2 separate regions of the Sus scrofa genome follow, and region 1 is linked to region 2. A link is a contact called in public HiChIP or PLAC-seq data. All regions are on one chromosome and are shown on one strand. Each heading gives the region's core, a stretch centred on a gene start, on an enhancer-like site or on the middle of the called end of the contact. The rest is flanking DNA. Distances are from core to core; before and after follow the strand shown.

Evidence for each region. HiChIP or PLAC-seq counts read pairs in DNA pulled down with a chosen protein or histone mark.
Region 1: an H3K27ac HiChIP or PLAC-seq map of alveolar macrophages shows a contact between it and region 2. The contact joins two enhancer-like sites. A contact is called at or near these places in 1 of 47 Hi-C or Micro-C datasets (embryonic fibroblasts) and 1 of 2 datasets of contacts at active chromatin or transcription factors (alveolar macrophages).

The regions. Positions count from the first base shown.
Region 1 is chr12:10,308,216-10,315,242 of Sscrofa11.1, forward strand. No RefSeq gene overlaps it. Among named protein-coding and RNA genes, the nearest start is that of KCNJ2, 45 kb to the right of the region's middle. Within about 2 kb of position 2,171, at least 1 of the 83 cell types and tissues checked has an H3K27ac peak or open chromatin away from gene starts, as enhancers often do. A contact at or near this core is called in alveolar macrophages, where this site is marked.
Region 2 is chr12:10,030,724-10,037,420 of Sscrofa11.1, forward strand. No RefSeq gene overlaps it. Among named protein-coding and RNA genes, the nearest start is that of KCNJ2, 320 kb to the right of the region's middle. Within about 2 kb of position 4,913, at least 10 of the 83 cell types and tissues checked have an H3K27ac peak or open chromatin away from gene starts, as enhancers often do. A contact at or near this core is called in alveolar macrophages, where this site is marked.

The sequences.
Region 1 (7,027 bases), core at 921-3,420, 270 kb after region 2:
TCTTAAATGATGTTTCCTAGTCTACTGGGCTGGTTTACAGTCTGTAGTTTTAACAACCACACCTCCCTCCTAAGGGTCAACTGCCTGGTTGGAAGAGAATACCCACATAACTTATGTTATTCCCTGGTTCACGCTTGAGTCAAGCTGGTGAATGAATTAGAAGTGATTCGGTGCCTACATATCCACGAGTGTTTAGATATATACATATATAGATGTATATAGATAGATAGATAGATATTATTCACCCAATGGACCAACTTCAACCAGAAGTTCATTTACCACATGTTTGTGTGGGCGTAGGGCATATACCTTTCTTACAGACGTTGGCAGTACGGATTTCTTAAAATTTCTTTGGGAAATTATTTTGTAAGAAAGACACATTTGAAAAGACACATGAAGGTAAAAACATAATCATAAAAGAAAGTCAACGATGAACCCCCCAGTTCTGAATGTGCCTTATGTATCCTGCGGGTCCTTCCGAGTACATTTGAAAAATGCTGCTTTGCCTTCTGGCTATTTCCCTGGCCACTGGAGGCCACTTCTTCCTCCTTGCCCTTCCCCACCCAGCTTCTCCTATCCCAGTGGACAGCTGGTATATGCTCACCAAATGCAAATTCATTTTAACATAACACAGGTTGGAAGGTAAATTAGTACTCGAAAAGATATGCTTCTTAATTCAGCTTTGGAATTGTCATCCATTTGGCAATTTCTCTATTAATGTTCAGCTCCATTTATGTAGGTAAATAACAATCAGTGTATATATACATGTGTGTGTGAGAGAGAGAGAGAGAAGATGGATTACATCATTCTAGAGTTCAGGACTGGAGAATACACCTTTAATACTAGAGTGAGGAGTTCCCGTTGTGGCGCAGCGGAAACGAACCCAACTGGGAACCATGAAGTTGAGGGTTTGATCCCTGGCCTCACACTGTGGGTTAAGGATCTGGCGTTGCCGTGAGCTGTGGTGTAGGTCACAGAGCTGGCTCAGATCCTGCATTGCTGTGGCTGTGGCATAAGCTGGCAGCTGTAGCTCCCATTGGCGGGAACCCCCATATGCCACAAGTGCAGCCCTAAAAAGCAAAAAAAAAAAAAAAAAAAGTACTAGAGTGAACATTTAAACTCCACTAAGAATGAGAAATCACTCTATACTAAGAATGGGCAATCATTCCACCCAGGAAATTTTTCCTCTTTTCCCAACCGTTCCACATAAAATGTGCCTCAAAGATAGTGTTGAATAAATGATGGAATGAGGGAATATTTATCCAAATGAATGACGGAGGGAATGGCTTCCGTAGCAGCTGATGACTGGTTGAGTTGGTTTTCACTCTCCAGAGTAGACCTGCCTACAAGTTCTATGCTGATATCCTAAAGAGAGATCTATGTGACACAGTGTGTAGGTGATTGATTTGTTCTTACTGTTGGGGATCAGGAACCAGGTAACAGAAGCCAACCTATTAACAGGAGGGAGGAAGGTACGGAAATGGAGCTGTGTGAGGCTTTCTTTGAACCCATGCAAAAGTCTGACTAAAGGAGGAAATGGAAGAATGCAGACTTTGATACTACATATAGCATACTTATTTCAATATATTTAAGTATCACTGCACATCTCATTAAACCACCAGTGTGTGGAGCCTTGGATCAAGGAACAAGGTCTTGGGCACAGATCAGTCTCACCTGGTGTTTATTTCCTCTGATTCTTTGATGTCACTATTGAGGCATCACTCTGCCCTAAGGTGGGCAACTAAACCACTTGAGAGCCTTCTGATCTCATAATTTTCGAGCACTGACGGTGAAATCCTTGGAAAACATAAATTGATACTGTGATTGAGATATGGTTTTGAGCTCAGCTGCCTGTGGTCCTGCTTTTTTTTTTTTTTTTTTTTTCCTTTTAGTGTTTCCGCCTACTCTTCTGCAGTAACTTGCCAATTGGGAAGGTATCAAGAAAGAAGCTGTCATTCCCATTTGTTGCAGGATCACCTCCCCTAAACTGGCCAGGCTGGCTTTCTCTCGGCAGGCTAACCGAACTACCAGGATCCCTTTCCCTCCTGGCTCGCTCAGAAACTTCCACTCCCAGGAAGGAAGTAACCACACTTTTTGCAAAAGATTAAGTTGCTCATTTTACTATGTAAAATATGTCTTGATGTCACAATCATCGCTGAAATAGAAGTATATGTGAAGAATCATCGTTTCCTCTTTGTGTCACGAATGGAACTTTTGATGGCCCCGGACAAGTCAAGGGAAAGTTTTGCAGAAAAGAAAACTGCTTTCCGTCGAGGTTACTGGGGGGCAAGTGTGTTTGATTTCAAATCTGTTGGTTTCACCTTATCTCTTTCCAATTCTGATAAGGAAATAAGCAGTTGTTGCCTTCAACATGAAATGTCATGCTGTTTTAATTCCATTGGTTTCTGATACATAGCTTATTGCTGAGGATGGAGGTTGCTGGAAGACTTACTCAGAATCGGTTTCCTATTCGCCAAGAACCGGTTGTGGGGGGCAGCCTTGATGTGGGTTGGATCCTTTTTTTTTTTGGTCTGAGGCTAAATTGCCATCTTTGTTACTTAAAAAAAAAAAAAAAAAAAAAAGGAGACCGACATTGTGTCATTACCATTCAAATGCTTTAAATAAATGGTTAAAATTTTGGAAGTGTGGTTGACGGTTGCCTGTTCTGGCAGTGGATTCAGAAAGACGCTGGATATCGTTTGTATATTTGTCTGAAGATGAGATCGAGGATCCTCGAAAATCGAACCAAATTCAATTGCCCACAGCCCTGTCGTGATAACTACGTAATAGGTGACTTCCGTTATTACTTTTGTCACGTACTTAATATTCCTAATAAGTGGAGTGTGTTTTGGAAGCTCTCGTTGGGTCAGGGCAATGCAGAGCTCTACATGTTGCCTATACTGCTGCTGACCAGCCTCCAAAACTTCAGGGAGAGGAAGAAGGGTAAGTGCTCGCGTGTGGTGTATGATGTATAGAACAGAATGGAAGGTGGACGTCAAAAGTCATTCAGGGAAATGACCCTGTTTTTCCACATGGATCCATGGACTGGTGCTGATACAGCCGACCTCCTCAAGAAGTGTCATAATCGAGGGAGACTCTTGGTAGATAAATATGGTGCCACCCGCCTCCAGGCAGGGTGGCCTCGAAAGTGAACTTACCTTTGATTACAGATTAATGTTAGGAGACACATCTGTACCATCCAGCCTGGGCTCAACTTGACCCACTGGGGTTTTTTTGGAGGGATATATCATGGGTGATGAAACTTTATAAGAGGAGTTCCCGCAGTGGCTCAGTGGTTAATGAACCTGACTAGGATCCATGAAGCTGCAGGATCCCAGTGGGTCAAGGATCCAGCGTTGCTAAGAGCTGGGGGGTAGGTCACAGATGTAGCTCGGATCTCACGTTGCTGTGACTGTGGTGTAGGCTGGCAGCTTATCTTCCATTTTTGACCCGTAGCCTGGGAACTTCTTTATGCCTCGGGTGCGGCCCTAAAAAGAAAAAAGAAAAAAAAAAGCTTTAAAAGAAAATAAACAGGGGCCGAGTAAAAGCACATTAATGGCTCAAAATAAATTTTCTTCACATTTGAAAAAACAAAAACAAAACAAAGCCCTATCTGTAAACCTATCTCAAGTGGCAGAGTTTGATGTGAGGGAGTAAACAACATAATGATATTATTTCAGATCTTAGTATTTATTGCCCAGCTTAAAAATATATGCATAAAAATCACTCATTTTGATAAGCATATTAAGTACTTATCATTGCTTGATCAGAGAATCAGAAGAACAGATTGTTCCCTCTTTCTAGAAAGTTGTGTGCCTTTATTCTTAGTGATTTTAAGAAATCAAGAAAGAAAAGTGGTCAATTCAATGTGAGGCAGGTAAATGTACTCAGACAGAACAACGGCCCTTGGATTAGGTATTTTTGGCTGCTACTGGTTGAGGAAGGCCAGCCCTCAAAACCACTAGCAAGAGGGCATCCATGTCATCTATTTCAGATTTAGGAAAAAGTGGGAAACATGGGTTTTAGAAATGTAGGAGCATGGCGTTCCCATCATAGCTCAGCAGAAATGAACCCGACTGGTATCCATGAGGACACCGTTTCCATCCCTGGCCTCTCTCAGTGGGTAAAGGATCCCTTGTTGCCGTGAGCAGCGGGGTAGGTCACAGATGTGGCTCGGATCTGGCATTGCTGTGGCCGTGGCTCCGATTTGACCCCTAGCTTGGGAACTTCCATTTGTTGTGGGTGCGGCCCTAAAAAGACAAAAAAAAAAAAAAAAAAAAAAAAAAGTACAGAAAGAAATGTTAGAGCCTAACCATTTTACCGAGGCCAAGCTTAAATTACGTAAGATTGCATTTTCATCAGAGTCAGTGCTAACAGCAATTCAAAAGCCACTAATTTCCTCCCAGGATGCTGTGCTACAGTTGATTACATGACACCCGACTGCAAGGGATGTCGGGTATCATATTTACAAATATACCATGATTTGGTCTTATATGGTTCACTGAATACTTGAATTGTTGCTGGGTAGTTCAGGTACATGAGTTTGGAAACTGCCAAAGAGAAACAGAAAGGAACCCAATAACCTCCCACATTGAGAATATAGACAGAGGACATATGATAACCAGTGCTGGTTTGGGAACATGTTGGTAAATTTGTGCTCCTTTTGGTGAACCACAGAAGAGAACACACAGTAACACTGTGTTATGTAAACTACAGTGGCTGCAATAAGCAAGTCTGGACAATTCAGAGAAAGTGGCCTGGGGTTTGGTGTCTTATTGAGAAACTATGATTGGCCTTCAAGGAGTCATCAGGAGTACGGATACATGCTGCCAGACTGGATGCTAGAAAAAAGACACCCCACTGTATCTTAAGTCCAAAGATTTAGGTCTACCAGCAAAATACCTTCTGGAGTAATTAAAGCCTGATTGTTAGTGTCCTCCAGGCTTAGGCTCCAGTAACAGCTGCACAAATATTAAGTAGCTCGTTTGGCCAAGTCGCTGAAACTTTCTGATCTTCCTTTTCCATATGTGTGTGTGGAGGTGTTGTTTGTTTTGTTTGTTTGTTTGTTTTGGATATTAGGGCCACACTTGCGCCATACGGAAGCTTCCAGGTTAGGGGTCCATTCGGAGCTGCAGCTACCAGCCTATACCACAGCTCACAGCAATGCAGGACCCTCAACCCACTGAGCAAGACCAGGGATCGAACCCCCGTCCCCCTGGATTCTAGTTGGGTTCTTTACCACTGAGCCATGACGGGAACTCCTCCATGTGTGTTAACGGAAGATAGACAGGACAACCTAGTTCAAAGAGTTACTTGTGATACAAATGAATTTATTTATAAAACAGAAACAAACCCACAAACCGAAAACAAACTAAGAATTACCAATGGGGAAAAGGGATGGGAGGGGTAAATTAGGACTTTGGGATGAACAGATAAACCCTACTAAGTATAAAATAGATAAAATAACAAGGACCTACTGTATAGCACAGGGAACAATACTTAATGTCATCTAATTACCTATAATGGAAAAGAATCTGTAAAAGAATATGTATATGTAACTGGATCACTTTGCTGCACGCTCGAACTAATACAATATTGTAAATAAATTATATTTCAATTAAAAAAAAAGTTACTCTGGGTTGAATGAGATGTTCCAAGCACTGAGCTGTGAGCACTCAGTAATGTGTAGTTATGACGATTCTTGCTCCCAAGATTCCTGGGATGGAATGTGGCTTGTTTAAAAAAGAAAAGGAAAAAAAAAAAAAAAAAACTGAGAGGAAAGGTCTAGTCCTGGGGAATGGAAAAATTGAAATTTTAGTTCCTTATGACTCACTAACCACCAGGGAGTCATTTACAACTTATCTGTATGTTAGAAATGAGAACTATGTCAGTTCTTTTAACCCAACAAATTGCAGTTGGGATAAGCTGATGCAAAAGGAAACTGTCCCTCTGGCTAGAGAGTCTTTTACTCAATTTAAGATAAGTCTGAGTAAGCAGATCTGGTTAACAGTCTGTCGTACCGCTTAAATGCCAGCTATAAAATTAAACATCTAACCCCAAATAAAAGCATCATGGTTGGTGTCATTCATAGCAAGTGTTACTTGTCGACCCAGGAAGATCTGATTGGCTTAGCTTAAGTTTATTTGGTCTTGTTATCCATCCTTCAATTTCCTTCTTTACTTTTTTAAACTCTGTTTGGTTAGAAATGTGAGTGAATACGACTAAGAAAAGTCCGTGGATTTGCAGGAATAGGTATATCATCAGAATTCTTTCCAAAGCAAGGGTTGAGGTGGCCACGTGATTGAAAAAGAGAGGTGGCTGAGCTGTCTCAAGGTCCTCGTTTGCATAACAAGCCCTGAGCTTTATGCTCCCTCTTAAGAGCTTCTGTAGAAGGAGGGGTGCTGAAGTAATTTCTTATCCCCCCACTCCCTAGTCTACCCTTGACCCTCAGCGTTGTCCAGTGAAGCATGCGTGGTACCAGTGATCATATCATCTCGCCATTCCTGTTCTGAAGAAAACAGCCTCAGCCAAAAAGGCCTTTGTGGGAGGTAGAAAGACAGAGACCAATAGGCACTTTTCTGTGAAACTTGACATTTTTTTTCAAGCACCAAGCATTTCTATATCATCCATATTTTACGAAGGTAAAGAGCTGGAGAAGATTTTCTCAGAAAATGTCAAGAGGGGAGCTCCCATTGCGGCTCAGCAGGTTCAGTACCCGACCTAGTGTCTGTGAGCATATGGGTTCGATTCCAGGCCTCCCTCCGTAGGTTAAGGATCCGGTGTTGCTGCAAACTGCAACGCAGGTCAAAGATGTGGCTTGGATCCGGTATGGCCGTGGCCATGGCATTGGCCTGCTGCTGCAGCTCTGATTCGACCCCCAGCCCAGGACCCTCCATAGGCCACAGGTGCAGCCTTAAAAAAAAAAGAAAAGAAAATGTCAAGAGAATGATGGAGGGTGAAGAAGGTCAAGTTTAAACCTTAGGGAATCCTCTCGCTGAAAAAGCCTGAAAACACACTGCTATGGAAG
Region 2 (6,697 bases), core at 3,663-6,162:
TACATATATTATCTTAGAATATTCCATATATTATCTTAGAAAAAGAAAGAAAGAAAGAAAGAAAGAAAGGGAAGAAAGAAGAGGAAAGAAAAATCTATTTGCAAGGTAATTTTTATTTCCACCTTTTTTTTTTTTTGAGGAAAGTAAAGCAAAGAAAATTTAGATTAAATTATTTTTTCCCAAAAGTATGCAGTCAGAGTTATGAAAGCAGAACTTGAATCTCTATCTCCCTAACTCCAAAGCCTATTATTATTCCATCATAGTAAACATTTAAAAGATAATTTTAATAATGTTTCCCTTGGACAGTTGTTAGGATAATTAAGGTGTTTATAAAGTACTTAACTTGGTGCTGAAAGATGGTAGCCATTTAATAATGGTATACAGATTTTGGTACCCAGAAGTGGGGTGCTGCTGTATGCTACACATATCTAAAAATGGAAAACTGGCTTTCAAATCAGATAAGGAGCAGAGCCTGGAAGAGGGGAGAAGAACATGGGGGGAGGGGACATGTTTCCACTTAGAAAATTTTGAAATCATTATCAACAAACCATGGATAAAAAGATAGTCCTTAAAGATACTGCAGGTGAAAACACAGAAGGAGACAACAGAGACAACTTTTATCACCTTAGACAAAAACTCCATCCTCATAAATAGATTTTGTGTGGAAATAGGAGTGTTAAATCATTGCTGTTAAGGGCTCAGGAAGGCAATGAAGACAGTGTTACTGGAAACTGGAGGAAAAAAAGACTTTTCCTATATAGTGACAGAAACTTCAGTTAGATTTTATCTTGACATTAGGTAGAAGGCAAAACCTGGAAAGGATGAATATGGCTATTTATCTGAGGCAATTTCCAAGCAGAGTGTTGAGGATACAAGCTGGTTTCATCTTGCTGCTTCTAGTAAAACAGGAGCGGCAGAAGGTAAGTTGAAGAAAGAACTGTGAAGCACAAAGGAACTAGACCTTGATGATTGGGAAATGCTCAGCCTGCCCAGATTTCAAAATATGCTTCATTTAGGAGATCCATGGCCAGCAAAGTATGCTCTGGAGAGAAAGCCAAGAATGTGGCTGGAAAACATTCTCCTAGCGCCTCAAAAGGACCAAAAGGTCAGGACATTCAGTCACATCAGAACCTCTTTGCAGAGATTAAGTGCATGAACGACAAATCCCATCATCCATGTCAACAGGGGCCAGGGATACAGATGTGCTTATCTAATAAAAATCTGTGAAGAAACCTCTTGTCTAATGAATTGAATCCCCCAATACAAATGGGAGATTCACACGGGTTTTTTAGAATGTTATATCATTGGAAACACCACCAGCTTGGACGGAAAGGGACAAAGAGAAGATTAAATGAAGGAAGGCTATCTGAACCCCAAACGTCTACAAGGCAGGAAACAGGGTGATGAAACCATTTGGTTCTAAGGATAGTCTATCTTTCACAATAAAGGAAGGATGACTCGAGAGCAGAGCCATAGGTCAGAGGACAGGCAGTCAAGCACAGAGGATTATTCCCAGGACTTGAACTCTAATAGAGTTTGCCCAGCTTAATTTCCAAAATTGCTTGGGACTGGTGACTATTTTTTCCTTCCATTTTATTAAAGTGCTTGGCAAAAAAAAAAAAATTAAAAAAAAAATGGAGTTCCCGTCGTGGCGCAGTGGTTAACGAATCCGACTAGGAACCATGAGGTTGCGGGTTCGATCCCTGCCCTTGCTCAGTGGGTTAAGGATCCGGCGTTGCCGTGAGCTGTGGTGTAGGTTGCAGACGTGGCTCGGATCCCACGTTGCTGTGGCTCTGGCGTAGGCCGGTGGCTACAGCTCCGAATGGACCCCTAGCCTGGGAACCTCCATATGCCACAGGAGCGGCCCAAGAAATAGCAAAAAGACAAAAAAAAAATAAATAAATAAATAAAGTGCTTGGGACCAGTGACGATTTATTTGTCCTTCCACTTTATTCCTTTGGATGAAGACTATTTAAAATTATTAATGATTATCCTATGTCTGCCCCACCATTGTAAGTTGGGAGCAGATAATGTTTTGTCCCAGTGTCACAGGCTCACAGATGGGGAGGAATGTTGCCTCGTGATGGATTATACACAGAGCCTCACCTCTACCTCATGTAGATGATTTAGATGATGTGATTTGGGACTTTGGAGCCATAAGACTCAGAGGAGATTTTGGATTATATTTGATGCTGTGATGGGTTGAGACTTTGGGGGTCATTGGGTGGAGACGAATGTATTTTGTTTGTGAGATGGACATGCATCTTTGCACAAAGCATTCAAATTATGCAGGAGGTTGAATCATTGGCTCCCCGAAGATATCATATCCTAAACCCTGGAACTGAAGAATATGTTACCTTTAAGGTAAAGGAGATTTTGCAGATGTGATTAAGTTAGGAGCTTGCGACAGGGAGATTATTCCAGACTACCCAATGCCCCAGTGTAAGAGTGGAATGTAGAGTCAGAGTGGGCGAAGGTGACATGATGGCAGAGGCGGAGGTTGAAGTGATTTGCTTTGAACATGCACACAAACCAGAGGATGCAGGGGATCTTGGGAAGCCGGAAGAGTTAAGAAAACATATCCTCCCTGAGCTCTTCTAGAGAGAACACGGCTCTGCAGATACCTTGATTTTAGCCCAGAAAACCCATTTAAGACCTCTGACCTCCAGAAATGGAAGATAATAAATTTGGATTGTTTTACACCCCTGGGTTTGGGGTAGGTTATTACAGCAGTAATAAGAAACTAATATGGCATCATCATAATAGCTGTTATTGCCATGCATTTTAATGTGTACACTCAGCCACTGTATTATATATTTTTCTCAAATACAGTATTCTGATTTTTTTCTTAGAAAATATTGAGCAGAAGGGGAAAATTTCAAGAAGGGCCCTCATTTAGTTTTTTGTCTGATGTATCTTGTTACAATAAAGTGAAATATACATTAAATGGCCTCAAACGGACTGGTTAAAAGATTTAATATTTGCTATTTATAACAGTTTATAAAAATATTTTGACCTCTGTCAGTTCAAACTTCTAGATAATATTTTGCTTCCAGTAATCACTTTCCCCCTTGAAATCTGCAATTCTAATCTAGGGATTTGGGTTACTACAATAGCAGCATTGCTACCAATTTTTCTAAAATGTGAAATTGAAATTGGATTTTACAAGGAGATTTTTATTTGGCTTAACCAAATTGATAGAAATGTGCTAAAAATGAACTTCTAAAAGAAATGTGTACATGCTTTGGGGATTGGTGTAAATTTTGGAGCCATATGGCTTAATACTTGAAGCATTCTTTTAAAAACTTCTTAGATTATACATTCCTAACATCACATATTTTGAGCACAACCTACAGTATGTAAATTTTTATATTTATAAACTTTATAAGCTTACAATATTATGCATTTTGTATATGACACACAAAAACAATTTTTAAAGAAAGAAACACCCAAACTGAAATGAACCTCTTTCAGATTTTCCTCTCACACCCAAGTAGACCATCTGATACACCTGCAGAGATGTGCACAGCCAATTTGGAGGCTACTGGTTGTAACGTTTGGATGGGAGAGACAAGGAGACCTGCTTGGGGACCAACTGCTTTCCTACCAGGCACTGCATTCTCTGACAGATTGGATTGGTTGAGTGAGTGAATTAATTCATTTAAAGTACATCACGTATTTAGCACTGTTCCTGGAAATTAGAAAGTGCTCAACCAACATGAAGGTGGTAGCTGTGGTTATTACTCTAATATTTGCCTTAAAAACAGAGCAGACTTTTTGCTTGTGTTTCTTCTGGGTTTCAGCCTTGTTTGGGGAAAAGAAATTGGGTGACTTTTGGGGTAAGCAAAGAGTCATCATTTCTCGTGGGAAATGAATGTATTTGTCATTTTCACCATCTCTCTCCACTAACTCTGTGGAACCTATTGTTCTGATCAGTCTGCCTTGCACCACCAGCATTTGGGATTTGACTGTGCATTTGCACGTGTAGATTTGGTGATGTATGTTTTGTGTTTGCATGTGTTTTTCCACGAGCGACTTCTGGAGAACAAGAAAACATTTTCAGCTCTATATAACTTCAGTCCCATCCCTTACATAAACTAAAACATAAAAACTTTTTTTTTTTTTCCTAATTTTTATTTCTACAGCCACACCTGCAGCATATGGAAATTCCTGGGCTAGTGGTCGAATTGGAGCTGCAGCTGAGGCCTACGCCACAGCCACGGCAAAGCCAGATCTGCCCCAGCTTGTGGCAATGCAAGATCCTTAACCCACTGAGCAAAGCCAGGAATGGAACTCACATCCTCACGGAGACTATATTGGGTTCTCAACCCACGGAGCCACAACGAGAACACCCATAAAAGCTTTCTTAACCAAAGTCTGTATTAGAGAAAGCATTTCCTAAGACGATAGGATACTGTCTGTTCAGGTAGAGGCATAGCTTCTCACTCATGAAAAACAAAGTTTCATGTTTTAAGGCATTCTCTGTTTTCTTCTCCATCTCTCACATCTTCTAGGTTCTTCTCACCAAGCATAATCAACACACCTTGCATTTATTTATAAATATTATATTCCCTTATTTTCACTGAACTCACCCTCTAATAATAGTATGCAATTAGTGAAGTGCTCTTCCATTTGTTAAAAGGCATTGCGTAAGTCCACTTAGTAGCAGCCTGAGAATTTCGTGAGAAGAGTCTAAGCAATGTGAGTCTAAGCAATTTGTATTCCTTTGTATTGTGCAACTACCACTTGGTCCTTTCACTTCCCACCCCTCCTACACACACACCCACTCAGGGCAGTCAGGTGTAAAATTAGAAAGGAAAAAAAATAATACAAGCACGGAAGATATGAGATAACGTTTCTAAAAATAATTCTCGTAAGAAAAGCAGTCCACTCTGAAACCAACAAGAGGGTGTGAAGTCCTCTCCAGGCTGAATTTCTCAATTATTCTTCAGTGGTGCTGCCCACAGTAGCCTACTAGGACCTCACATTTCCCAATAACTTCCCCGTGTCACTTACGGTTTTATAAGATTGCCTAATAGGAGATGCGAGTTTCTTTTTATATTCCAGAGAAGTACGTGTTCCCACTACCCTTCCTTCATTGTGTATTTCTTCCTCTTACGTCTCTGTTGAGCCCTGTCCACCAACGCAGGACCAGCCTCCAGGAAAGTGAAATTTACAAAATGTTCTTAGGCGTCTCCGAGCCCAGGTACCTTTCCACGGCAAGCAGATGTAAAAGCATAATTAAGCCCATTTTCCGTGTCTGCTAAATAATTAAAACGAGGATAGGTTGGCGAGAAGTTACAAGGAAAGAGAATTGAGATCCCAGTGGGGGAAACGTGTTCCACAATAAAAGCTGCCCCAGAATAAGAAGACTGACTTGGGGGAGGACCAAAAACAGTTCCTGGGGGATGACTTTTAAGGACCACTGGAGATGGATTGTACAGAATATGGAAGCTGGAACACAGGAAGTTAACACATCTCTCTATCAGCTGTCTATCTACGATTATACTTACTTAAAAAGTAATGCTTTCCATTGTAATAGGTAAATCAGAGGCGTGGAAAGAAGAAAACCCACACACAAATTTCCCTTTTCCTGTCCCCTGAATCCCAGGATAAATACTTTTTTTGGGGGGGGGAATGTTTCATCGTATACTTTTACTTTTTTTTTTTTTCCTTTTCTTTTGAGGGCTGCACCTGTGGCATATGGAGATTCCTGGGCTAGGGGTCCAATCGGAGCTGCAGCTGCCAGCCTACACAACAGCCACAGCAATGCCAGATCTGAGCCGCATCTGCGACCTCAGCTTTCTGCAGCGCTGGATTCTTCACCCACTGAGCAAGGCCAGGGAACGAACCCGCATTCTCATGGATACTAGTCAGGCTCTTAACCTGCTGAGTCGCACTGGGAACGCTGATCCTATGGTTTTAACATATCTTTTTCCTTCGCTCTCTGGGAGTAGTTCACCTAATTACATCTTACGATGGCAGTTAGAGGGATCACGCTGAGCACAGGGCACCACTCCAGTGCCTAGAACCTTCTAAGCAGTGTCCAGTTTCTCCCCCTCACATGGCATTGAAAGCAAAGCCCAGGGATGGGCTGGCCTCCTCCCTACCACCCTGAGTGCCTCTCTGCCTCTCTGCCTCACCTCCTCAATTTCTCCTCCGCTGTCCCCCGCTATCTCCCTCAAACACACCAGGCGCCTTCCAGACCCGAGTTCCTGGAAGTGTCTGTTCTCCCTGTTTGGGTCACTGCTTTCTCTGGCATCCATGCGACTTATGGCTCCGTGTCTTTATGTCTTTACACAGATATATTTTCTCAACAACTCCTTGGTTTTCCCACCTTGTTGTTCTGCCTACTTAACATATAGGGATGCAGGGAGATCCCAAACCTGCACCACTGCTATAGCATCCTTCCCAGACACCTGTGCAGGTTTGTCTTTAATTCGGCAGATGGATAGGAGCTATGCTATATAACTCATGTTCTCACTGCATACCATTTTAAAATTCGTTTTAACCTGGAGTTGGATCATCGAAGCTTCCACTTGGGAGATCTCTCTCCGTCGTCGTCTCATTATTAAGGATTCTCAGGTTGCCATTTCTGCTGCCCAGCAGCCTCTAATGGCATGCCCTTCTCTAGTCTGGTGGGTCCTGGGTTATGCTTTATTCTACTCTCCTTCTGATCATTTTTTTTTTTTTTTCA